Linked DNA regions of Salmo salar: region 2 is linked to region 1. A link is a contact called in public Hi-C data. All regions are on one chromosome and are shown on one strand. The core of a region is the stretch at or near the end of the contact, and the rest is flanking DNA. Distances in the headings are between cores, read along the strand shown. Region 1 holds the start of eefsec (eukaryotic elongation factor, selenocysteine-tRNA-specific). Region 2 has its middle 9.4 kb from the start of LOC106583153.

Region 1 (6,556 bases), core at 2,407-4,906:
GCACACCATTATTGCTGAATGGGGCTGAATGGCACCCCAGAAAATAGCTAAGGATCATAGTGAAAGTGGCAATAAGTAGCAAAGGATCATGGTCGATGTAGTCATTTTCATCCTGCCTTAATGTCTATGGAGCCTCCTAATAGCCTGCAGGCCATGATTGGTCTGTGTCAGCACCTGATCCTGTGTGACGACAAATGTAGTAGTCAGAATGGATCACTATTTCATTCAATTCACATTTTACAGCATAAACAGCTGTCTAAACAAAATGTGTTTGGCAATACTGCCGATCGTAATTTACAGGCTTTCTAGGTCAGACCTGGGCCCATATCCACAAAGCATCTCAGAAACATTCTTAGAATCCTGTTAAAACCTGTTTAAAGACCAAGCTGGTAATCACAACAGTTGAGGTACCACAAAGGAAAGATGGTGATGACGCCCATTGACATGCTGCAAATTGGGGAATAACCAATCCTGATGAGGCGTCGCCAGCTGTGAACTCTATAGCACGTGTTTCTTCAGACAACCACAGTGAATGATCAAACGTTTCAATGGTAAAATGTTATATAATTTCCGACGGACACCATCACTTTGCCTACTCTTAATGATTGCTTAATATGTTGGCATGCATAAACTTTTTTAACCAATTCTGATGGTTGTTAAAAGCGGAATTTTGACAATTACCATTATATCAACACACTCGTCACTCCTGTTTAACATATCTAAATCGATTTGGCACAGTAGGCATCAATGTCACTTGCTGATAATGTTGCATACAATGTTTGAAAGGTCTATCATTTTCATCAAACAATCAAAGTTAACATAAGCCCTAGATTCCTTCAATTTCCCAACTTATAGACATGCCCAATTAGACATATTTATTAGCCTAGTGGTTCTAATTATTTAGGCTTATCATGTGTAATAGGCCTCATGTGAAATCATTGTGAAAGACGAGCATGAAGGTCTACATTATTTATAGATTTATCATATAGAAATATCTAAACATTCTTTCAACAACTCCAAAGCAGTTGCATGTGGTGCAGGAACCACTTTTCTATTATCAAGACACCTGCTGGTAACTATTAACCGGTTAGGACAGCTTATGAGGTGTCCTAAATAATCTGTCGACTTGGTATCTCTGTTGACTAAAGCCTTCCCTGCATAGCTTTATTTTTACCCGTAGGAGTAGGAGTAAAATGTCTCTATTCTCAGCACTTAGGACAAATGTTCTCCTCTGAAATGCATTGTGGTTACAGGCCCAGAGCTTTTGGCACCGCTAGGTTCCTACATAGTAGCCGACCAGCAGAACTGGTGACTTCACGCTCCAGAAAGGACACTGGGGGCCTGGTGTGTGTGTTACCTGGTGTTCTCCAGTGTCTTGTGCAGTCTCTTGGTCATCTTGTCGATGGCGGTCTGTCTCTTGTTGGGCGGCAGCAGGTCAGTCTTGTTGAGAATGACCACCATGCGGGGGCAGGTCAGCTCTCCTATCAGCAGACACTCTGCTGTCTGGGTCTGGATCCCCTTCACCACATCTACCACCAGCATCATCAAGTCTATGATCTGAGCCCCTGAAACACACACACACACACACACACACACACACACACACACACACACACACACACACACACACACACACACACACACACACACACACACACACACACACACACACACACACACACACACACAATTAGACTTACGTATGCTATATGGCTTGTCTATAATAAACACCCCAGTCCAAATACTTCAGTGAAATGATTGTGACCACTCAGCACTGCATGGTTACAGCTTATCTACACAGGGCCCATATGACCTGTCATAAGTTGCGCAATCAATGGAGAAACAGCAACAGACAACCAAGAATAATAACGAAGAGGGTGAGAGATGACGGAGGGTACAAAGGGTAAAGATGTAGAGAAGGGAGAAGGGCTAGAGGGCTGAAATTAGAGCCCCAGCTCACTTGGTTGTCTTTCCTCTCCCTCTTTTCTTTCCTTCACTTTGGCAGTCTTTCTTTCCTGTGCTCCCCTATTTTCTCTGCCTCTCTTTGGCTTTCCTTCTATCCTGTGCTCTCCCCATTGGGGACAGGAGAGGAAGTTGATTACATACCCTGATCCCCACACCTTCCTTCCGCCCTAATCCACAGCATGTGCCATCCACAGGGACACACTGGATTTATATAGCCAACTACCAGCCATATACACTGACTCAGGCCACACTCCCACTGTGTGTGTGCTCTCCTTATCCTGCTTTCCTTCAGCTCCAATCTTCTTCTCCCACCAATGCACCTTCGCCTCTCAGCCCTGTCAAAGCAGTCTCCACTTACGGCATACATAGTAAATTCCTTACCTAGAAATAATAAAACCAAAATAATAAAAATGTGGATAAAGCCTACAAACACTCCTCAGGAGTGGAGAGAGAGATCGTAGCAAGAAAGAGAGGGGGAATGACTAAGCAGGATTTAGCTGGGGCGTAAGGAAGTCACTTGTCCTCCTGGAGACTTCTACCCATTCCTCCTCTCTCTCTTCCTTGCCAAGCCACAGGCTAGTGGAGGGGCCAGTCAATCAGTGTGGGTTAACCATGTAATGGCTGCATTAAATGGTTGAGTCAAGAAATAATGTATATTTGTATCAGGTTTATGTGTACTCTTTATTCTGCAGTCCCAGTATGTTCCCATTTGCCATAATTGAAGCTGGCTGTCAAACTCATGGCTAGAGTACCAGGAGCTGTCAGACAGCTGACTGGACAGTTGAAATGTGTCACTACATGTCATGTACAGTCATTTAGTGTGAGTGATGGGATCTCCACCGTTACACAGGTGTCAACACCTGAACATTTGCTGTCTTGCTACTATGGTTAGGGTATCGATTTCTCTCTGCAGTAATATGATATTCTCCTCATTCACTTCTCTCACCCCCAATGATGGTGCGAATGAGGGACGCGTGTCCAGGACAGTCCACCAGCGTGAACTGCAGTTTGTCGTAGCCGTGGCCCCCGGGGTCCTCCCGCAGCTGCTCGGGGAGGTCCACGGTGAAGGAGGAGAAGCCGAGATCCAGGGTGATGCCTCTCTCTCGGGACTGGGGGTTCTTGTCAAAGGCAGCCGTCGACGCTGTGCTGCTGAGCGCCCTGGCAAGCGACGTCTTTCCGCTGTCGACATGCCCAAGTACCCCCACATTAAAATTGAGAGTCTTCGGGTGGTTGTTGCTCGAGTCTGCCATGACTGGTAGCTAGTTATCTGCTCCTGTCGCAACCTCAGCAGCTAGCGTTACTGGCTGGGCCTTGAACTCTAGTTACGTTCAGTAAGTTAATGACACAACACAATTGACAACATTTACGATAAACTAATATTCAATAACCTCATTCATTGAACTCCTTGCGTTACAATTAATTAATATGTTTGATGAAATATAGGTAGCTAAACACAAACGTTAGCCGTCGAGCTACACAAACTTTTCTTTCAACTTTTCTTCCTGCGTATCAGTAAAAACAGTCCTCTGGAAATAATGCAAGTGTGAGTAACGTTTTATTCCCTCTTGCAAGTAGAGGCTACAAAATCATGAGGTGGGAAGAAAATATCCGTCTAAAACTCAAAACTAATTATATTTATTAAGCAAACTTTTTGATAAGAGAGTGTTGGCGATGGAATGCGATCACAAAGGCAGGAATCAATCTCAAATGATGTACCAGTTTCCGTAAAGTCAAAGTGACGTGAACACAAGCGGAAATAAAAGCCCAAAAGAGGCGTGGTAGTTTTTGTATGAGTGAGATTGACAGTGCTTCTATCCAGTCGCTTTATAACAGAAGAGCATAATTGTCCAATAGTGTATCTCTTAGAGCTAAAAAAAAAGAACTTTCGGGTGGTATTTCCTTCAACTTCCTTGGTAACCCACATGGAAACAGTTCTTATCATACCTCACTGAAAAAGATCGCATCTGTTTGTTTTGTTTTACCGCGCCAATTCTAAAGGTGAATAAATAACTATCACGAAGGGAGCATTTTTGTTTGGGTTTGTTGCTTTCTTATACGACGTTCATAAAATACACAGACATGAAGATCGAGGAAGTCAAAAGCACCACGAAAACCCAGCGCATCGCGTCTCACAGCCATGTAAAAGGACTCGGGCTAGACGATGCCGGGAACGCAAAGCAAAATGCGTCAGGTCTTGTTGGACAGGAGACCGCAAGAGAGGTAGGTAAATTTGTATTGCATTTTTCTTAATGTATTACTTATTATTCTATTCCTCATTTTTAATTAAACTACCAACTGGGCTTGGCAAAGCCAAGTGTATTTTTTTATGGATGTTCTTTACCGTTGTTTTCTGTCAACAGGCTTGTGGTATCATTGTGGAACTGATCCGCTCAAAGAAGATGTCGGGAAGGGCTGTTTTACTTGCTGGACCTCCCGGTACAGGAAAGGTAGACAAGATGTTACTGCATTACTTCAATGATACCCCAAAGTCGTAATTGTGAAATGTCTGATATGCTTACTGTGTCTCCTGGCCTCCACAGTAATAGAAAGAATACAACTTTAGAGACTTTGACCAACCCTACTTTGCGCCATCTCATTCCGCAGACCGCCCTGGCGTTGGCAATGGCACAGGAGCTCGGCAACAAAGTGCCCTTCTGCCCCATGGTGGGCAGTGAGGTCTACTCTTCTGAGATCAAGAAAACAGAGGTGCTGATGGAGAACTTCAGGAGGGCCATAGGTGAGGGGCCACACACAAACACAGGGCCACTGGGAATGGATCACACATGCTAGTGCTGAGCGAGTTGTGCTTTTTGAGGTAGTTTCAGTTCGATTACGTAAAAAAAATTGTCAGTGAAGAGCACTTTTTGCCAGTCCTGTCTGGTTCAGCGACGGTGGGTTTGTGCCCATAGGTGATGTTGTTGCCGGTGATGTCTGGTGAGGACCTGCCTTACAACAGGCCCACAAGCCCTCAGTCCAGCCTCTCTCAGCCTATTGCGGACAGTCTGAACACTGATGGAGGGATTGTGCTTTCCTGGTGTAACTGGGGCAGTTGTTGTTGTCATCCTGTACCTGTCCTGCAGGTGTGATGTTCGGATTTACCGGTCCTGTGCAGGTGTTGTTACATGTGGTCTGCCACTGCGAGGATGATGAGATGTCCGTTCTGTCTCCCTGTAGCGCTGTCTTAGGCGTCTCACAGTACGGACATTGCAATTCATTGCCCTGGCCACATCTGCAGTCCTCATGCCTCCTTGCAGCATGCCTAATGCACGTTCACGCAGATGAGCAGGGACCCTGGGCATCTTTCTTTTGGTGTTTTTCAGTCAGTAGAAAGGCCTCTTTAGTGTCCTAAGTTTTCATAACTGACCTTAAATGCCTACCGTCTGTAAGCTGTTAGTGTCTTAATGACCTTTCCACAGGTGCATGTTCATTAATTGTTTATGGAACATTGAACACGCATGGGAACAGTGTTTAAACCCTTTACAATGAAGATCTGTGAAGTTAACCCGTAAAAATCCAAATATCTTTGAAAGACAGGGTCCTGAAAAAGGGACGTTTCTTTTTTTGCTGAGTTTATTTCACAGCGGTTTAGATGGTACAATGATTCTGTAAACATTGCTTTTTTTTCACATAAAGGCGGACTATTATAATTTTAGCAACCAGGAAATGGCAGAGCGATTTCTGCATATTGCACCTTTAAATGCATTAAGTGGGTTGAATGCTGTAACAACACAGAATAAAACAATCAATACAAGTACCATGATGGTAGTGACTGTCCATTACTGCTCATCACTTATTAACCATCATTTATTCACATTACTTCACTTTAATAAAATATTTCAGTTGTTATTACATTTGTTTTATTTGACTTTATTATTTAATTCCAAGTAATCTTATCTCTATAGAACTGCTGTCTGACAAAATCACTATTTTAGTAGTTCTTCAAAGTAAATAAGGCATACTTTTGATTGCTGAATACCAACTAACAATGACTTTGATAATGTATTTTGAGGCAGAGATACCTTGAAGCAACTGCTCTCTATCCCTCTCCATTATGCATTCTTCTCTCTTTTACATAGCAGGCGTAAAAGAAACACAGACCGGAGAAGTAGACGCGCAATGGATTATGGTGATTGTAGTTAATTACCACGTTTTAATGTGTGAAACTATACTGAACAAAATATAAACTCAACATACAACAATTTCAAGATTTTAGTTACAGTTCATATAAGGAAATCAGTGAATTGGAATAAATTAATTAGGCCCAAATCTATGGATTTCACATGACTGGGCAGGGGCGCAGCAGTGGGTGGGCCTGGGCAGGCATAGGCCCACCCACTTGTGTGCCAGGCCCACCCACTGGGGAACCAGGCCCAGCCCATCAGAATGAGTGAGTGTTTCCCGACAAAGGGCTTCATTACAGACAGAAATGCTCTTCAGTTTCGTCAGTTGTCCGGATGAAATCTCGCAGGTGAAGAAGCCGGATGTGGAGGTCCTGGCTGGCGTGGTTACACGTAGTCTGGTTGGACGTACTGCCAAATTCTCTAAAATGACGTTGGAGGTGGATTATGATAGAGAAATGAACATTCAATTC
Region 2 (7,154 bases), core at 2,395-4,894, 190 kb before region 1:
CAACTGAGACTGCTCTTCTCTGTGTCACGGAGGCTCTCCACACTGCTAAAGCTAACTCTCTCTCCTCTGCTCTCCTCCTTCTAGACCTATCTGCTGCCTTTGATACTGTGAACCATCAGATCCTCCTCTCCACCCTCTCAGAGTTGGGCATCTCCGGCGTGGCTTACTCTTGGATTGCGTCCTACCTGACAGGTCGCTCCTACCAGGTGGCATGGCGAGAATCCGTCTCCGCACCACGTGCTCTCACCACTGGTGTCCCCCAGGGCTCAGTTCTAGGCCCTCTCCTATTCTCGCTATACACCAAGTCACTTGGCTCTGTCATATCCTCACATGGTCTTTCCTATCATTGCTACGCAGACGACACACAATTAATCTTCTCCTTTCCCCCTTCTGATAACCAGGTGGCGAATCGCATCTCTGCATGTCTGGCAGACATACCCATGTGGATGACGGATCACCACCTCAAGCTGAACCTCGGCAAGACGGAGCTGCTCTTCCTCCCGGGGAAGGACTGCCCGTTCCATGATCTCGCCATCACGGTTGACAACTCCATTGTGTCGTCCTCCCAGAGTGCTAAGAGCCTTGGCGTGACCCTGGACAACACCCCGTCGTTCTCCGCTAACATCAAGGCGGTGACCCGATCCTGTAGGTTCATGCTCTACAACATTCGCAGAGTACAACCCTGCCTCACACAGGAAGCGGCACAGGTCCTAATCCAGGCACTTGTCATCTCCCGTCTGGATTACTGCAACTCGCTGTTGGCGGGGCTCCCTGCCTGTGCCATCAAACCCCTACAACTCATCCAGAATGCCGCAGCCCGTCTGGTGTTCAACCTTCCCAAGTTCTCTCACGTCACCCCGCTCCTCCGCACACTCCACTGGCTTCCAGTTGAAGCTCGCATCTGCTACAAGACCATGGTGCTTGCCTACTGAGCTGTGAGGGGAACGGCACCTCCGTACCTTCAGGCTCTGATCAGTCCCTACAACCAAAGAAGGGCACTGCGTTCATCCACCTCTGGCCTGCTCGCCTCCCTACCTCTGCGGAAGCACAGTTCCCGCTCAGCCCAGTCAAAACTGTTCGCTGCTCTGGCACCCCAATGGTGGAACAAGCTCCCTCACGACGCCAGCGGAGTCAATCACCACCTTCCGGAGACACCTGAAACCCCACCTCTTTAAGGAATACCTGGGATAGGATTAAGTAATCCTTCTACCCCACCCAAAAAATATATAGATGTACTATTGTAAAGTGGTTGTTCCACTGGATATCATAAGGTGAATGCACCAATTTGTAAGTCGCTCTGGATAAGAGCGTCTGCTAAATGACGTAAATGTAATGTAAATGTAACACTATTCTGTCATACTAAACGCAGCCCAGGCAAATGCAATTGAGCAATTCGCAGTGGAATTGATCAACCAATTGTGTGTTAGATACCAACCACATACGTTTGCTTGTCACCCCCTCATTATCATATTGGAGGAAGAAATACATAAATAAATAAATGAAGAAATAATATAAATGAATAAAATGAAAGAAAGTGAGATTAATTATTTAAATAAATATGTATCTATTTATGTGTGCGTCCATTGATGCATTTATCTATTTATGTGTATATATTTTTTTATTTTATTTTTTCTTCTAATTATGGCAGGTTTGGTCCTCCATAGACACAGCACTTGGACCAGCAGAACCAGAACCTTTAGCAAATCAATCTGTTCATTTCCCACATTTAGCATTATCGGCCTAAAGACCCCTTTTTTGGTCTCTGACTTTTTCAGCACCACTTCCTTTTTTTATGCAGAGTCAGAGTGGGTCTAACTCTCTCTGATGATGTGTGTTTGATTTGGAATGTGAATTTGTGCCACCTCAGCTCAGCCAATCAGAAAACCGAGCCGGCCCATCTTGGTAGTGGGACAGGCCGCTGCCCACTGGTCAGCCAAATGCTCAATATAGATGATTATGACAACAGAGAAATCTTGCAAAAGTCATAAAAAAACAGGCTCATGGGCCGTCGGCCGTGTCCATTATTTATTTAATTTTATAAATATATTCTTTTATTTTTGTCAAGTTCGACCACCCCACACCAATAAACGATGGTCCGGCCATTCTGGCCTTTGCCAGAACTGTCAGAGGGCCAATCTGCCCTAAATTTGTTAATAGACCAATTTAAGAGTTCCAAACCTCTCATGATTGAGAACTTGTTGTTTGCTTAGAAGCATTTTTTCTTTTTTTGCCATTTTAATTGAAAACCATCACAGTAGGGTACTTAATTGTTATCCAGAAATTATTTGATATTGAGATAAAAATGGCTGCATTGGACCTTTAAGTGAAAAGAGAGGCTGTGTAGAGTGCATGAGGCCCGTACAAATAGAATTTCTAATCAGAATTGCAACTCGGCTTAACCTCTACTAATTATCCCTGAACCGCTGGTTGTAGGACTGTCTGTCTTGTATATAGATATTCAAAAATATATATAATTTAATCATTCAAATATCTTTCCTGTGATTTTGATATGAGAGAGAAGGAAGATGGAAAGGGGAGCCGAAGAGAGTGAGAAAAGAGAAAAAGAGGGGGAGTGAGAGTAAAGAGAGACGGAGGAGGGAGAATTCCCCCTGGTATGACCTCTCTAACTTTCTACAATAACAAACATGAGGTCCATAACCTGTGTCCCCAAGGGCTATGGACTACACTCCTCCAGTCCTCTCTCTGACACCAGCAGGATCACTGGATAACTCTTTTTTTATATATATATTTTTTGTACTTTTATCACATCGAACCTAAACCTTCTACTGCTCGGCTAGGAAATACTCGAAATAATCTTTAGACAGAAGGGTTTTCACCATAATACTGTTGAGTTACATAACATCGCCCCATCAACGGACAAAACAACATGCTTCATTTGAAATAGTGAGTTAAACAGTGCGCAAAATGTTGTGTTGGCCACATCCTCTCCACTGGGTGTCACTCTCCGTCAATTTATAACCATATCTCCTCAAGCACTGCCTGGCGCGCACACACTTTCGCACCATAATCATATAAATGGGAATAATGCTTTTCTCAATGCCGCCAGTGGGATAATGACACACACCTTGGCGCGTGTTTTTATTTGTTAAATCGTTATTACATGCGCTGAAGCCGTGAGAAGAGCTGTTTCGGGTCACAGTGATTCTCTCAAAGGAACTTAACAAGGGTCTTTAAATTATATTAAAACAGAATGATGAGAGGATGAGGAAAATAATTTGCACTATCACGAATAGGGATGGAAGAATACTTGAGGTTTCATGACTTTGTGTTTGACCTTTCCCGGAAGGAGAGCCATCCCCGGAATATAATAGATTCTGGCAACGATATGGAAAATGGCTGGAACGTTATCAGTGTTTCCCGGGAGACCATCAGCGCGCCTGGTTATTAAATGCCGACTATGTTTATATTGAAAAATGCCACTTTTGTCATAACGTATCACTCACAGACACTCATACATAATGTTCCAAGAGCGATAATAAGTGGATGCCTCTTTTTCATGCCCTCACATAAGTCATCATGACATGCACGCGTTTCGTTTTTCCAGAGTGACTGAAGAATGTAGGCCTACATTTGTAGAGCGGAAATGTGGAGGACTCCTTTTTCATTACTTAGGCTACTTTTCGTATATGAAAGGTTTTCACAAGAAATACTATTCCCACTGGGCACAAACGTCAATTCAACGTCTATTCTACGTTGGCTCAGCGTATTTTCATTCAACTGACGTGGAAACGATGATCATTCGTGATCATTGGGCATGGGCAGTGGTTGGAGAAGTACCCAATTGTCGAACTTGGGTAAAAGCAAAGATACCTTAAAAGAAAATGACTTAAGTAAATTTGAAAGTCACGCAGTAAAATACTATAAATATACTTAAGTATAAAAAGTAAATGTAATCACTAAAATATGCTTAAATATCAAAAGTGAAAGTATAAATAATTTCAAATTCCTTATATAAACCAGGTGGCACCATTTTCTTGTTTTTTTTTTAAGGGTAGCCAGGAGCTAAGCATGTGTGTTTAGAGAGAACTAAATAAAGGTTCAAATAAAATAATATATTAATAAATAACTAAGCATTTGTGTTTAGTGAGTCTGCCAGATCAGAGGCAGTAGGGATGACCAGGGATGTTCTCTTGATAAGTGTGTGAATTGGACCATTTTCATGTCCTGCTAAGCATTCAAAATGTAATGAGTACTATTTGGGTGTCAGGGAAAATCTAAGGAGTAAAAAGTAAAAAGAAAATATATATATATATATATATATATATATTTTAGGAATGTAGGGGAGTAAAAGTAAAATTTGTCAAAAATATAAATAGTAAAGTAAAGTACAGATACCCCCCAAAACGACTAAAGTAGTACTTTAAAGTATTTTTGCTTAAGTTCTTTACACCACTGGCCACGGGGTAGGCTTCGCAGGACGTACAGTTGAAGTTGGAAGTTTACATACACTTAGGTTGGAGTCATTAAAACTCGTTTTTCAACCACTCCACAAATTTCTTGTTAACAAACTATAGTTTTGGCAAGACGGTTAAGACATCTACTTTGTGCATGACACAAGTAATTTTTCCAACAATTGTTTACAGACAGATTATTTCACTTATAATTCATTATATCACAAATCCAGTGGGTCAGAAGTTTACATACACTAAGTTGACTTTGCCTTTAAACAGCTTGGGAAATTCCCGAAAAAGAAGTCATGGCTTTAGAAGCTTCTGATAGGCTAATTGACATCATTTGAGTCAATTGGAGGTGTACCTCTGGATGTATTTCAAGGCCTACCTTAAAACTCAGTGCCTCTTTACTTGACATCATGGGAAAATCAAAAGAAATCAGCCAAGACCTCCACAAGTCTGGTTCATCCTTGGGAACAATATCCAAATGCCTGAAGGTGCCACGTTCATCTGTACAAACAATAGTACGCAAGTATAAATACCATGGGACCATGCAGCCGTCTTACTGCTCAGGAAGGAGACGCATTTTGTCTCCTAGAGATGAACATACTTTGATGCGAAAAGTGCAAATCTCAAGACATCAGTCAAGAAGTTAAAGCTTGGCGGCAAATGGGTCTTCCAAATGGACAATGACCCCAAGCATACTTCCAAAGTTGTGGTAAAATGGCTTAAGGACAACAAAGTCAAGGTATTAGAGAGTGGCCATCACAAAGCCCTGACCTCAATCCTATAGAACATTTGTGGGCATAACTGAAAAAGCTTGTGCGAGCGAGGAGGCCTGCAAACCTGACTCAGTTACACCAGCTCTGTCAGGAGGAATGGGCCAAAATTCACGCAACAACTGTGGGAAGCTTGTGGAAGGCTACCAGAAACATTTGACCCAAGTTAAACAATTTAAAAGCAATGTTACCAAAAACTAATTGAGTGTATGTAAACTTCTGACCCACTGGGGGATGTGATGAAAGAAATAAAAGCTGAAATAAATCATTCTCTCTACTATTATTCTGACATTTCACATTCTTAAAATAAAGTGGTGATCCTAACTGACCTAAGACATGGAATTTTTACTAGGATTAAATGTCAGGAATTGTGAAAAACAGAGTTTAAATGTATTTGGCTCATTATTGCAGAAAGCGAATGACTTAATTAATGGAAAGGCGATCACTGGCCCAACCTGGTCTCAGAGCATGTAACTTTATTCTGTACGTAAATTTGAGACACTCCATTTAATATGCAATGTTACATTTGGTATGGTTACATAAGAAAGAGTGTTGCTTAAGGCATAAACTAAAGGATGGTGGTTAGGTGGGTGTATAATGCGAATGTCTTGCAACCCAAAGGTTGCGAGTTTGAATCTTATCACAGACAACTTTAGCATTTTTGCTAATTAGCAACTTTTCATCTACTTACTAATTTTTAGCTACTTTGCAACTACTTAGCATGTTAGCTAACCCTTACCCTAACCATCACTCTTTTAGCTAGCTGTTCCCTAACCCTAATCTTAACCCTTTAACCTAACTCCTAAACTTAACCCTAACCCTTTACCCCTAGCCTAGCTAACGTTATCCACCTAGCCGCCGAGCTAGAATTCGTAACATATCATATGTTTTGCAAATTCATAACAAATAATGTGAATTGTAATTCCTAACATACACTGCATGGCCAGAAGTATGTGGACACCCCTTCAAATTAGTGGTTTTGGCTATTTCAGCCACACCTGTTACTGACAGGTGTATAAAATTGAGCACACAGACTTGCAATCTCTCAGTGACTTTCAACATGGCACTGTCATAGGATGCCACCTTTCCAACAAGTCAGTTAGTCAAATGTCTGCCCTGATAGATCTGCCCCAGTCAACTGCAAGTGCTGTTATTGTGACGTGTAAATGTCTAAGAGCAACAACTGCTCAGCTGCATAGTGGTAGGCCACACAAGCTTACAGAACTGGACCACCGAGTGCTGAAACGCGAAACGTATAAAAGTTGTCTGTCCTCGGTTGCAACACTCACTTCCTAGTTCCAAACTGCCCTTGCAAGCAACGTCAGCACAAGAACTGTTCATCGGGAGCTTCATGAAATGGGTTTCCATGGCCGAGCAGCCGCACACAAGCCTAAGATCACCATGCGCAATGCCAAGCGTCAGCTGGAGTAGTGAATTACGCTTCACCATCCATACAGAAATGGTTTGTAGAGATCAGTGTGGGAGAATTTGACTGGCCTGCACAGAGCCCTGACCTCAACCCCATCGAACACCTTTGGAACACAGACTGTGAATCAGGCCTAACTGACCAACGTCCAGTGCCCGACCTCAGTAATGCTCTTGAGGCTGAATGGAAGCAAGTCCCCGCAGCAATGTTCCAACATCCAATGAAAGATTTACCAGAAGAGTGGAGGCTGTCATAGCAGCAAAGGGGGACCAACTCCATATTAATGCCCATGATTTTGGAATGCGATGTTGATGAGGTGTCCACATACTTTTGGTCATGTAGCGTATCATACAAAATTAGTGATAGACATTCACAAATTAAGACATACCATACGGCAAGTAACATATTATACTAAATGGAGTATCTCGGATTTACTTACAGAACAACTCTGAGACCAGGTTGACTGGCCACACCAGAGCGTTCATAGAGCAGGCGTGGGTGGCACACCTCCATACCCTGAAATGTGAACATCACAGC

The links. A called contact is a pair of places that touch in the nucleus more often than the background predicts.
Region 2: a contact with region 1 is called in a Hi-C map of gill, with 3 times the contacts expected there. The contact joins the enhancer-like site here to the promoter of eefsec in region 1. A contact is called at or near these places in 2 of 3 Hi-C or Micro-C datasets (gill and muscle).

Annotation. Positions count from the first base shown.
Region 1 is chrssa22:29,539,229-29,545,784 of Ssal_v3.1, reverse strand. It overlaps eefsec (eukaryotic elongation factor, selenocysteine-tRNA-specific), which reads right to left and starts at 3,656. Exons shown (of 7, transcript XM_014167118.2): 1 at 2,912-3,656; 2 at 1,358-1,565. The coding sequence starts at 3,215. ruvbl1 (RuvB-like AAA ATPase 1) reads left to right here and starts at 3,850. Exons shown (of 11, transcript XM_014167120.2): 1 at 3,850-4,185; 2 at 4,326-4,412; 3 at 4,570-4,702. The coding sequence starts at 4,045.
Region 2 is chrssa22:29,727,046-29,734,199 of Ssal_v3.1, reverse strand. No RefSeq gene overlaps it. Among protein-coding and RNA genes, the nearest start is that of LOC106583153, 9.4 kb to the left of the region's middle. Within about 2 kb of position 3,644, at least 1 of the 13 cell types and tissues checked has an H3K27ac peak or open chromatin away from gene starts, as enhancers often do. A contact at or near this core is called in gill, where this site is marked.